2 separate regions of the Gossypium arboreum genome follow, and region 1 is linked to region 2. A link is a contact called in public Hi-C data. All regions are on one chromosome and are shown on one strand. The core of a region is the stretch at or near the end of the contact, and the rest is flanking DNA. Distances in the headings are between cores, read along the strand shown.

Evidence for each region. Hi-C and Micro-C count contacts between places; a contact is called where the count stands out from the background.
Region 1: a Hi-C map of leaf shows a contact between it and region 2, with 2.5 times the contacts expected there. The contact joins the promoter of LOC108482429 here to the promoter of LOC108465481 in region 2. A contact is called at or near these places in 2 of 5 Hi-C or Micro-C datasets (both in leaf).

The regions. Positions count from the first base shown.
Region 1 is chr1:64,094,882-64,101,970 of ASM2569848v2, reverse strand. It overlaps LOC108482429 (trihelix transcription factor PTL-like), which reads left to right and starts at 2,448. Exons shown (of 3, transcript XR_008283310.1): 1 at 2,448-3,034; 2 at 3,578-4,790; 3 at 4,945-5,293.
Region 2 is chr1:63,311,186-63,317,326 of ASM2569848v2, reverse strand. LOC108465481 reads left to right here and starts at 3,407. Exons shown (of 2, transcript XR_008283306.1): 1 at 3,407-3,849. It overlaps LOC128293193 (a long non-coding RNA gene), which reads left to right and starts at 4,208. Exons shown (of 2, transcript XR_008283307.1): 1 at 4,208-4,318; 2 at 4,432-4,822.

The sequences.
Region 1 (7,089 bases), core at 1,199-3,698, 790 kb before region 2:
GTAAATATATATATATTTAAGCAAGTTAATTATTTTAAATATAAATTTCTATTATACATAGACTTATTATATTATATTTTTATACCATTGTTTATTATCGGTTACCATTTTTATATCAAATTATTATTATTTACTATTTCTCACTATTACTAATTTAACATTGTTATTCCAAATTTTTTATTTTTTTACTATTATCCCCATATTTAATGTTATCGTCAACATATTTTTGTTATTATCATCATGTTTTTAATATTATTATTAATACTATTAGCACAATGTTTATTACATTATTGTATTTATTATTACTTGTTGTTTTATTAATTATTTCTATTAATTACTATTATTATTATTTTTATTATTTATATATGGTTAGCATTATTCTCATATTATTATTTTCATGTTGTCTATTATCATCATTTTTAAAAAAATATATGTCCTTAATTCATTTATCCATTGATCTTCTCTCAAAAATTTTCAAAATAAAGACAATGTTCGGTATTTAAAGAATTCGAAGAATCGTGCCCTAACGTACTGGGTTTCGCTTTCTTTGTTTGTCTTGAATATTCGAATATCCTCTTACCAGTTCACTCTAAAAAATTTTCAAAATAAAGGCAATGTTCGGTATTTAAAGAATTCGAAGAATCGTGCCCTAACGTACTGGGTTTCGCTTTCTTTGTTTGTTTTGAATATTCGAATATCCTCTTAAGGCTAAAACGCACATTTTAAAGGCAAGCTCACAATTGAGGGTAAAAAATGTTGTGTCCTAACGTATTGGATGTAATATTTTACCTTGAGGTGAGATGATCTTTAATACACATTTAACTTACCTAAATGTTTTAAAAGCCAATAAAAGGAGGATCGCGTTTTGAACTCTGTCCAAATCTTTAATTTTTGACATTAAGACACTAAATAATCAATTAAGTACTAATTTTGGGCGTGTCGAGGGTGCTAATCCTTCCTCGTACGTAACTGACTCTCAAACCGATTTTCTATTTTCGCAGACTAAAATCGTCGTTTTGAAAAATTTATTTATTTATTAAAAACGACCGTGTTTTGAGGTGGTCCAATCACACCCTATTAAAAACGATTGGTGGCGACTCCCAACTTTTCGTTTTCAAAAGTCGATTTCCTGTTTTCAAAAAAATGGTTTCGACACACTTTATATCAAAGGGTTATAAAAATCATATTAAAGGTTATTAAAATTATATCAAAAGCTACCAAATTGAAAGTATGCCAAAGGTTAATACAACTATATCGAATATCATAGGTTATTAAAATTATATTAGTGGTAATGAACATGCTAACAAAGGTTATCCAAACAATAGCGAAAGTCACTAAATAATATCAAATATAGAAAACCTGAATTAAATGTGTTGGTAATAAGGATCAATAGAGGAAGGTGCAGAAATGAATGACAATTGACAAATTCAGCTTAAGAATCTATCAAAATGATGAAGTGTTTAAGGCTTCCAAGCCCCAAAGGGCCCAAAGGTTTTTCTCGCGGTCGAGGAATGGGTTGTGATTGGAATGTTTTGACACTACCCTTGATTTTCGCCCCAATTCAAAAACCAGTTCGATATCGATTTAATTTAATTTTATTATAAAAATTAATAATTTAAGTTTTTAATTTAAAATTGTTTAATTCAAAATAATTTGAACACAAAATAACTCAAACCTAAAATGATTAGAATCTAGAGTGGCTTGGATTAACAATAATTTGAATAAATAATTTAAAATGATATGAATCTCTTTTCTAAATTTAAAAAATCGGTAAAATGTATTTTTAGTTTTTTTAATTTTGAATTTGGACAAATTAGTCCTTCTAAAAAATCAAGCAATTTAATTCCTATCAATTTTGAATGTAAGAAACTAAGAATAATTAACCATGACGTTAATGTTTTCTATCATTTGTACATAATTTTGATTAGTATAATAATAAATTTAGCCATTAAAATTTACACATTTTGTTAATTTGGTAATAACTTAACAAATTTATCTTGCAACATTTATGTAAATGCTAAATATTGAGACTAAATTTGTTAAATTTTTAGAACTTAGACTAAATTAACAAAATATATAAACATCGAGAGCTAAAATCATTTGCAATTAATTAAAGATATTAATACCATAATTAATTATCTTTAATTATTCACTTTACTTTTAAAATTAACATAAATTAAATTACTCTTATAAATTGAAAAAGAATGAATAAATATTTTTGTAAAAATTTAAAAATTCTTTTACTTAAAATAAGCTGATACAAAATAAATATCAAAATCCAAATTAAGGTACACCCAAATTAACCTGGGTTAGGATTAATAGGTACTCCAACTATATACAAATGTAGGTAATTTTGGAAAGGATTGTAGCAAAATACGTATATTTGTAGTGTGTGGGACCGTTGGCCTAAGCTTAATTTGGAGATTTTTCGTGGACGACACGATCCGAGTCTGCCGCTTTCTCTCTCTTTCATACACTCTTTCTCTCTATTAAAACCTTTCTCTTTCACTCTTTATTTTTATTTTTTTAGCTTTACTCTACTCTTTCCTTTTCCTTTTCCATTGTTTTTTTTCTTTTTGGGTTCATAAATCGATATGGAAATGGAGGATCATCGTCACCATCAATATGCCATACCCGATCTTAGGCAACTACTCAACGGAAAACCCATCAATTTCCAAGCAATTCCACAGGATACTGAGTTATTCTCCCCCGGCCACCACCGGAATCTGCCGCCACCGCAGCAACCCCACCACCCCTTCGATGTGATGCAAATGGTGGGTAGACATGAGTTCCCTTCTGATTCTACTGGTAATACTAATGCCACTCCCATGGCTGCTGTTGCCACTGTCACTAGTGCTTCCACACTTAGTCCCAGCTGTGGGTTCGACGGTGAAGCCAGTGCTTTTGGAGGTGATGGAGGAAATGGAAGGTGGCCGAGACAAGAGACCTTAACACTTCTTGAGATCAGATCTCATCTCGACCCCAAGTTCAAAGAAGCTAATCAAAAGGGTCCTTTGTGGGATGAAGTTTCCAGGTATATACAAATAATATATTTATTCTTCCATGCTCTCCATACCCTAATTCTCTATTTTCTTCCATTCCCAAAGCTAGCAACTTCACTCCATGGATTGTTTCTCCTTTTAAAGATATGAAATGGGGTTCAAACCAGGAACAGTATTACACGAGTTTTCTTCTTTTATTTATTTTTAAAGAAAATAAACGATAGCTGATCATTTCTATAGTCTTCAACTGACTTGCTCTCTTTTTTTCCTTTGAAAATGTGTTGCCTCCATTATTGTGCAAGTTTTTACTGGTTTTTACTATAAAAATGACTAACCTTTTGGATGTTTTAAGTACCCATCTGCAAGTTTTATCCATGAAAAGACGTTTTCATCAGTCCCTTGCCGAAAGACCCATCTTTATTTTTCAATTTTGAATGGTCAAATAAGAGCTTTATCAACATTCATCACATGATATTTCCATGGTCATACACATTTGAATTAGGGTTCATCTGTTTTCTAATAGGTTTAAAGTTTAATTTATTGCCATTTCCTTCCCTTTTTTCTTGGTGCTGTAGAGTCATGTTTGAGGAACATGGGTACCAAAGGAGTGGGAAAAAATGCAGGGAGAAATTCGAAAACTTGTATAAATATTATAAAAAGACTAAGGAAGGCAAGGCTGGGAGACAGGATGGTAAACACTATCGATTCTTTCGTCAACTTGAAGCTTTATATGGGGATACCAGCAACAACAATGGAGTTTTAGGCCAAGAAACTCCCCTAATCGGCAACAGTTTTCAGTTTCATGGCGCTCAAAATAGCATCAATACTCAAGCAAATCAAGAGATCTATCACTCGCAAAAGCTTTGCAGTGATAGTCTTAGTCTCTCAAGTTCCTCAAAATTCGACACTTGTTCCTCAGATAACAATGATTTAAGCAGTGCAAAGCTGAAAAAGAAAAGGGGTTGCAGAAGCTGGAAAGCCAAGATAAAAGAGTTCATCGACTCGCAAATCGGGAAGCTAATGGAGAGGCAAGAGGCATGGCTTGTGAAACTGACCAAGACGCTCGAGGAAAAGGAGCAAGAGAGGGTTTTAAGGGAAGAACAATGGAGGAAAGAAGCAGCAATAAGAATAGATAGAGAGCATAAGTTTTGGGCTAAAGAGAGAGCATGGATTGAAGCTCGTGATGCTGCTTTAATGGAGGCATTACAGAACCTGGCTGGCAAACAGTTGAAGGCGGCATCATCTGACGGTGAAAACCATAATGAAAATGGGAATGGAACAATTAACCACACTGTTAAGGCTGATGGGTGGCAAGAAGCTGAGGTTTCTAGGCTCATACAGCTGAGGACCGCCATGGAAACAAGGTTCCAACAAGTAGGGTATTCAGAAGAGGTGGTTTTGTGGGAGGAAATCGCTGCTAAGATGGGGTGTTTAGGATTTGAAAGGAGTGGTTTAATGTGCAAAGACAAATGGGATACCATTGGTGGTTCATATACCCTAATGAAAACCAAGGAGAGTAACAAAAAGAGAAAGGAGAACTCAAGAGGCTTTGATTATTATCAACCCCATGAGACCATTTTCACTCAAGGACCTGAGACATTGAGACTCCAACCAAATGACGGCTCTTCTCATGCTGTAAGCGATAGTTGCTTTCGCTTCTTCATGGCTGATGGAGATAATAACTTGTGGGAAAACTATGGTCTGAAACTCAGCAACTGATGAAAAAAAACCAGTAAGTTCAAACAAAAGATGACAGGTTTCACAATTATTGTAATCCATCCCACATGGGTAAGTTCTCTTTTGAGAGGCTGTGTAGAATGTGTAAGCAAGCAGTTTGACTGATCTTTGACTCTTGAAAATTTATGTACAGCAAACTGTGTTTCATGTTGTTCTTAGCTAATTCAAATATGGATTAATGGGTTTGATTTAATATATCTTGCAGGGGAGAGCGGAAAAGGAAAAACCACTGCATTTCAATATATATAGTTGATTTAGTGCATGGAAACTTGATTTATGATACTTCTTCATTATCACTTTCTTTCTTTCTTCTTCTTTCAATGTATATTTACTGAGAATTTGTTGTTTAGTAAATGTCTGATGAAATATCTCTGCATTATAGAGGGCATTTGCCCCCACGTGTGCAAAAGTTTATGTACAATTTCTCTGAAGTACGGTGCATAGGTTAAGGAAACAGTGACTTTGGATCAGATTGTAAACCAGAATGCAAATCTTTCAGATTTTGTTTGCATTTGTATCAAATAAGTAGGCCAAGGATTAACGGGTTTTACATATATATACTCGAGATCATTCTATTTGATATTCCATTTATATTTGTTTTTTTTAAAGGTAAAATATTTGTTCGATATAAATAAATTTAACTAATAAATATCTAATAAAAAACTTGTAATCTCATTTAGATTTTGATAGGATGAACCGGTTTGGTTTTGGATTGAATTGGGGAGTTTTTAAAATATTTTGGTCATTTTAGATTTAGATCATTTTAGGTTTGGGCCATTTAGATTTAATAGTCAAGTTTTCGAGTTAGATTTATTTTAGTTCATATTATTTTGATTTGCTTGTTTTAGTTATTTCGAGTTTGAATAATTTCGTTCTTGGATAATTTCTGATTTCAAGTTACAAAGATTCGAGTTGTTAAATTTTTATGATTAAGTTGAATCGAGTTTATATTTAAATTTAATAAAATTGAGTTTTGGAGTTAGCCTAATGCGGTAAAAGTTTTTCCCTAGAAGTAAATAATTTTTATGAGTCCTATTTATTTATTATTTTGACATGAATATATAAATGAGTTATATTGATAAATAAATTCTTTTTTCTCAAAATCAGAAGAGTGGTTGGGTCGAAGAAATAAAGGATTTTTAATGGTCATTTTTATCATACAACAAACGTAAATAAATTAGATATCAAAAGATAAGATAGAAAAATATTATAACAACATAATTGGCGATAGTTCTGGATCGAAGTTGTCCCCAAAGGAGTGGGTGGTAGGGTCACGAAGAAGGTTCGCTTGGGCGAAGAGGATTGACCAGATAGCGGTGGAATGATGGTAGAACATACAGATGAGGGGATGGTCTCTTTCAAAGATAAATTACATGCGTTGCTCACAGGGAAAACGAATGCTTCAACTATAGAGGAGGATGATGATAGTGAAATTGGAAGGTTACGTAATAATTGAAAAGGTAGATAGAGTACCTTCGACCTCCTTTTTTGAAAGGGTTCATTATCTAGTCAAATAAAGCATGAATCAGTTGATCATCATAAAATTGCCTGGTAGAAAGATTGGCTTTAATATGCTCTTAAATAAAATCTAGGCTTTATGGAAGCCGACGCAAACCGTGCAACTTATGGATCTTGCTAATGACTATTCTCAGGTACTGTCAGAAGGGCTCCTGAATAATCTTTAGCCATTGCCTAATCGTTCAACCTTGGATAAAGGATTTCTTGACCTTGCAACATCATCCAAATCAAGTGGTGGTTTGGATTAGATTACCAGGTCCCTCTGGTGCTTGGTATAACCGAAGCTACATGCCATTGCTGGTAGGTAAAGTAGTGAAAATTGATAGTAGTACTAGTAGTGCTGTGAAGGGGCGATTTGAAAGAATGGCAATATCAATTAATTTGAGCAGGTCATTACTTTCTAAAATTTAGGTCGAAGGAGTTCTATAAAGGGTTTAGTATGGATTTTCATCCAATATTTTATTCACTTGGGGGTCACTATGGTCATACGAAGGACGCTCACCCTATGAGGCAAAGGGATGAGACTAACGATTAACGATCAAAGATGGATATCGGTGTTGGAGAAGACAACGGATCAACTGATAGTATGCAATAATTATGGTCCATGGATGGTTGTCCAACATATAATACAAAATGGTCTAAAGAAATGGCTTGCGAATGAACTTGAATATCAAGGGAATTTAAATTTAGGATTCAGATTTAAGGCTCTAGTTGATCCTAAGAAGGATTCTAGTGTTAAAAATGAGGGAATTAATCAGGTTACTCAACCCCCATCATTATCTAGAAACCAACCATTACACACTACTAGATGGGGTAAAACTAGTAGGAAGCT
Region 2 (6,141 bases), core at 2,158-4,657:
CATTTGGTGTGGGGAGAAGAAGCTGCCTTATACTTACTCTTCCATGGCCAATCTTTGTTATTACTTTGGGTCGTTTAGTAAAAAAAAAAAGCTCTTGCTATTCCCTAACACTCCAACCTTGATATCACCAAGAAAGGTGAATTGTTATTCTATACATTTTGAAGCATTCTACCGTTGTTGCCAGGCCAAAGTAATTCATTAGGGCAAGCCTAATGATTAATCCTTCACGTTTTGTAGACTCATACTTTTAGGAGGTTTTTTGAAGTATTCATTAAGGCAAGCCTAGTAATTAATCCTTCACGTTCGGTAGACTCATTAAAAAGTAGACACTGACCACGAATTTTAAAAAACATTCTCTTACTTTTAGTTTAATGAACTCTTCAAATATGTGGGGAAACATTAGTTCTATTGATTATACTACTCTACTTTTATACCTGTTAATTTTTTTCGTTCCTAAGAATAATATTTCTAAATTTTATATTTTATTTTTAAATAAGTAAAAAGATGATTTTGAAATTTGAAATGTAATAATTAGATATCTTTTAAGATTTATGATTTAAATCATAAATTTGAAATATATGTAATTTTAAAACAATCAAAGTTAAATGTATTAAAGTATTTAAAAGGTTAACTTTATATTTTAAGTTTTAAGATAATTTTATTAATTCTAAATTGAAATATAATTTTTAAAATTAAAATTAAATATTTTAAAAATTTTAAAGGTTAAATAATGAGATGATATTTTAAAAATGATAATATATTATATTATGCACGGTTAATTAATAACATATAATTGATATATCATATTTAATATATTAGATAATCATATTGTTTTATATATCTATAATTTATATAAAAGCATGAGTTTAACATATAAGAATTCTTCCTATTGTTCATTATATTATTAAATTAACATAAAATAAAAATCCATTAATATATTACTAAGTATTATTGGAAAATAGAAAAGTGATATTAGTTAACTATTTTATTGAATATAATTGGATAAATTAAAATAACAATAATAACATAGATATTACAGTTATTATTAGTTATTATATGATAATAACAAAAGTAATCTATCTAATTATGTATGTTGTTTTTTTACAGTTATTATCACTTAGATTTTGTATCCATATTTAATTAAATTTATTGTTTTAAATATCACTTAATTAGTGTTGTACTTATATACAAATTAAACTAAGATTTAGATATAAAGAGATGCATTAGTAAGGCATTTTATTCAACTAATATTTATAGAATCATTGGAAAAATTTGTGATAATTAAAATTTAAATTACAATTATTAGTTAAAAATTTTACGATAAAAAAAAGCTGGGAAAGTTTTATTGATGTAAAATAAAGTTATTATTTAAATATAATTTTAAGTATCTTAATTATAACTTAATTAATATTATAGTTAATTACGTTAACACACTATTGTTTTGAATAATATTATTTTGCATTAATTATATAAGTAAAACTATATTCTATGTTGAATATGTTAAAAATGCTATAATTATGACTTGAAAAATTTCTATTATAACTAAACAAAAAATCAATTATAATATCTGAATCGATAAATTAATATATTTTAATTATATTCAAAAATTAAAATAAAAATATTAATTTACATTAATTACTGTAATTAAAATATAATATTAAAATATTAATTAAATATTAAATATTTAAAATCACATGAAATAGATGTAAGATTAGAAGCTAGTTAATTATTGAAGAGATGGGATTAACCAACATATTAAACAATTATGATTATCTAAAGAACATGTTAATCTGTTGACTTTATAAAAGAAGGGCAAATAATCGTTTATTCATCTTTCAATATGAGTTTGCCTTATTAGTTTTTTTTATGAATTTATTATCTAGTTTTTGAAATAAATATAATGCGGCTAAATTTGATAAGAAAAAGTCAGTTTTAAAAAATGAAATTAGGGTCTTAGGCTGAGATATTTAGAGAAGTATGTTAATTTTGGAGAGAGAGTGAAAACACATTATATAGGGGGCATTTTCTAATTTTTAATATATTAGTTTCTTTGATTAGATGGTTAAATATTAGTGGTTTTGTCATTTAGTCTTGGGTTCTAATGCGACTTCCCGAGCTTGGGTTGTTCGGAAAATTACTCGAAGGAATTGGATCATCTTGAAATGGTTCAACAAATAGAAACCTCGACCCGTAGTAGTTGTAGCTAAGAACCTAGCTATATTAAAGCAAAGACCGGTTAACTCTCGAACCTACTAGAACTTTAGTATAAACGAAGTCGCCACACTCCAGAATGGTGAATGGAGTGATAAGAAAATTGGACGCCACAAACTTGAAAAGTTTCATTATTTTAGTTTTTAGTTCAATAAAGAACCCAGGAAAAAATTATCACAAAATAAAGTTTATATTAAAAAATTTGGTTAATAAAGTTCTAACCTTACAAATGACAATTTCGTAAGTATTTATAGGACTCTAAGATGACTAATCAAATTCGGCATCTAGGTGTTCACATTAGCATTTAACATGTTCACACACAAAGTGATAATTTCAGCTCTTGAATCATGGTGGATGCTTGCATAAGCCGAATAGTCACATTCCTTTCCCAAATCTGTTCATGAATGCTTAGTCAAGAAGAAAGCTTAAATTCCGTGAATGATCGGCATTTAATCTTCCTTCATTCCCCTTGGCCGAATGATAGATGAATGGGACATGCATCTCCTTTGATTTGAAGCTTTAATGCGTCTTGGGATGATGAATAGGCAACATGCATTTAGCTGGTTCATCCCCTAATTTCGGTGCATGTTTGTGTTGGAACATTAGCCGAATTAATTGTGGTTTGACTTCCTTGAATGTTGTTCATGAAATCCTCCATGCATGAGTACAATGATCAGCCACTTTCTTCCCATTTTTGTCACCGTCCATGTATCTACAATGAAGGTTATGAATCCTTCCATCCTAAGAAATGCATGAAGCATAAATTTGGCCCTTCACACGAATAGTCATATGCACCACATATCCTTTGTGCATGAATTCAGTTTAATGAAGGTCTTTGAAGAGCCATGCATTTGTCCATTCGAACAACCACCTGCACACATATAAATAGACATCAAATTTTTGCAACACTTACATTCGACTAAGACATTAGAACCAGAACTAGACGCTAGACTCTCACACATGAAATACATATAAACTTATTTGGAGACACACACACGCATATACGCACATATGCACATATTCAACATATATGGACAAATGACACAAACAAGACACCATGTGATAATTAGCACACGCATAAACATAAATAACAAAACACAAGACTTATCTAAAAATCAAACATGACAAATTCTGCGAACTAAATTAAATTGCAAACTTTATTAAAATGAAATAAAACTTAAAATAATAAGGGCGTGTTTGGTTCGACAAAATGGCCATTCCATTCCGTCCCTATTCCATGCGCTACAGTGAAACATTTGTTTGGTTGAAATTTGACTGCTGAATTGTTATGTCGTGCAGGCTCTATTACGCATAAACACTGCATATCTATTCAGAGGGTCGGGCTCTGAATGCCTATTCAATGCCTCTCCTAATAGCTTTTTTTTTTCAAACGAAAATCTCCCCCCACCTATGCTCATCATTCTGGAAACAATAGCAAGAGATCTTCTTGGGTTTTGCATAAAATGTATAGAAGACTCTCTATTTTTGGATTTTGTGTGTGGCGAATTTGCGTGTAGTGGAAAATATGGAGAAGTCGATGTTAAAGGCAGAGCTTTCCAAAGAAATGCGCACATCTCCCACTGTGCATCCCAGCGATTGTGGGAACAGCGAGGCTCCGATCAATTATCAGCAATTGCTGTTAGTCTTCTTCCCTTCGCCATCATCTCTGGTTTTTTTTTTAATAAACAAAATCTCTAAAATATTGGATCTGAATTTCTATTCTGTTAGGCTTTCAATGAGTTTACCTTTTCTACCTCTGCTTTGATCTTATTTTTCATGTAAATTAAAACCCCATTTTGTTTATCTGCCTTAAATTCATGTCTAGGATGTAAACTAGAAGTTGAACTTTGATGATCAGGATCTTTCCTTTTCCAGTAGTTTATGTTTTGCCTTTGTTGAATTGAATACCCAAAGTCATGATCTTTAATCGATAATCTGTTGAATTGCCTGTCTGGGTATGTTTTGTTGACATAAATCTGAAGCTTTTCAGCTAGATTTCTATTATCATGACTAATTATCCATTTGGGTCAAATAGTTCTAAGTCCTTCAATGCCTATCCAAGAGGTGACTTTGATATTGAATCAGATAATATCAAAAGAACCAAAAGGTATAAAGTTTCTTCGTTTTAACTTGTTTGGAATGATCAAATCCTTGGCTAACAGGCTTTACTACTATTACAAGTTACATCCACTCCTTGTTTCATTTATTTCCTTGGCATAGGTTTTCACTATATGAGCATCACTATAGGATGCTGAGAAATTATAGGAACCTTGATGAGGGGCCCATTAAGTACTATATGTATGCCAAGCTTAAGAATCTTGTAATGGTTGTTGGGTATTCAATTTATACTAGCAGTAGTTGTAAAAAAGTTGATAATGAGTATTCTTGGTTTTTGGAGCCATTGAATGGATTATGTAATATGGCTTCTTCAATTATGTGATCATTTTATGGTTTATGTAATATTGCTTCTTGAATTCATCTGTTATCAATGTATGTAATGTGTATATATAATAGGATTTATTAGTAAATATTGATTTCTTTTTAAAATTGTAACAACCCATTTTCAGTGAAATAAAATAGTGGTTTTGGGACCACAAATCCAATGAGAAAATTTTTATTTTATTATTATTTTAATGTCTACGGTATGTTAGTAGTACCGTGTAAAAATTTTGTTAAGAAATTTTGACGTTTGCATGCTTAATTTTTTAAAAAGGTCTAAATCGTAAAAGGTACAAAAGTAGAGTTCTATAAGTTAAAGTAGTCTAATTATTATGAAATTTAAATGTAAGTGGGTTTAAATGGTAATTAGACCATTTATGTGGATAGTGGACATCCATTACATGGTTTTATTGAAATTATTAAAGTTTTTAAAGGGTAAAAAGGTAAATGAGTAAATAAATATTAAATTAATTAAAACAAAGTGTTCATCTTCTTCATTTGATGAACCAAAATTGATTTTGGCCACTGGAGGAGAGAGAGCTTTCGGTTGAGCTAGGGTTGTGTGCATGGTGAGTTTTCAAGCCCCATTTTAAAGATTTTTATGTTTTTGGGATCATTGTAGCTTAATCTAGCTAGCCTGGGAACTAATGTAACAGCCTGTTTTTAGTGAAATCGGAATAGTGGTTCTGAGACCACAAATCCGATGTGAAAATATTTATTTTATTATTATTTTGAGGTCTACAGCATGATAGTATGATTGTATAAAAATTTCGTTAAGAAAATTTATCAATTGCTTGCTTAATTTGATAAAAAAGACTAAATCGCATAAAATGTAAAAGTTGTGTTCTATTAGTTAAAAGTGTCTAATAGCTATAGAACTTTAAGTAGATGTACTTATGTGGTACCATTTTTAATATGAGTGGAAAAATATGGACATTAATTAAGTGATTTTAATGGTTTAATGAGAAGGTTAAAAGTGTAATTTAATAAAATAAACTAAGTAAAATAATTAAAAACAAAGTCACCATCTTTGTGGTTAAATTTAATAAAATAATGATAAGGTTAAAATGAAATTGGATCAATTGAATAGAGTAAATATTAAAGTGGTTAAATTTGATTATATATAGATCAAGAAAAGCCATGTTCAGAATTAGATTGGGGGAAAAAATAAAGTAGTGGATTGATCGGTTGACTTTCTCTGTACTAATTCAAGGTAAGTTCATATGTTTAATAAGCATTGAATTATAAATTCTTGAATGCTTAATTGATATAAATGTGATGATACCACACCACAGAAATTTTCGACAAGTTATCGGTAATGTATGAATCCCGTTTGAACCTTAGGAATAGATAGGATATAAATGACATGTCATTAGGGGATACGATATTTTGGGTGCTGGTCCCGTACGTTCTACCCTTGGCTGAGTTTTCAGGCATGTCTTACGGTTACTCATTAGCTTGTGTGAGTAGCGCCGTGTAGTTACGTCTTGA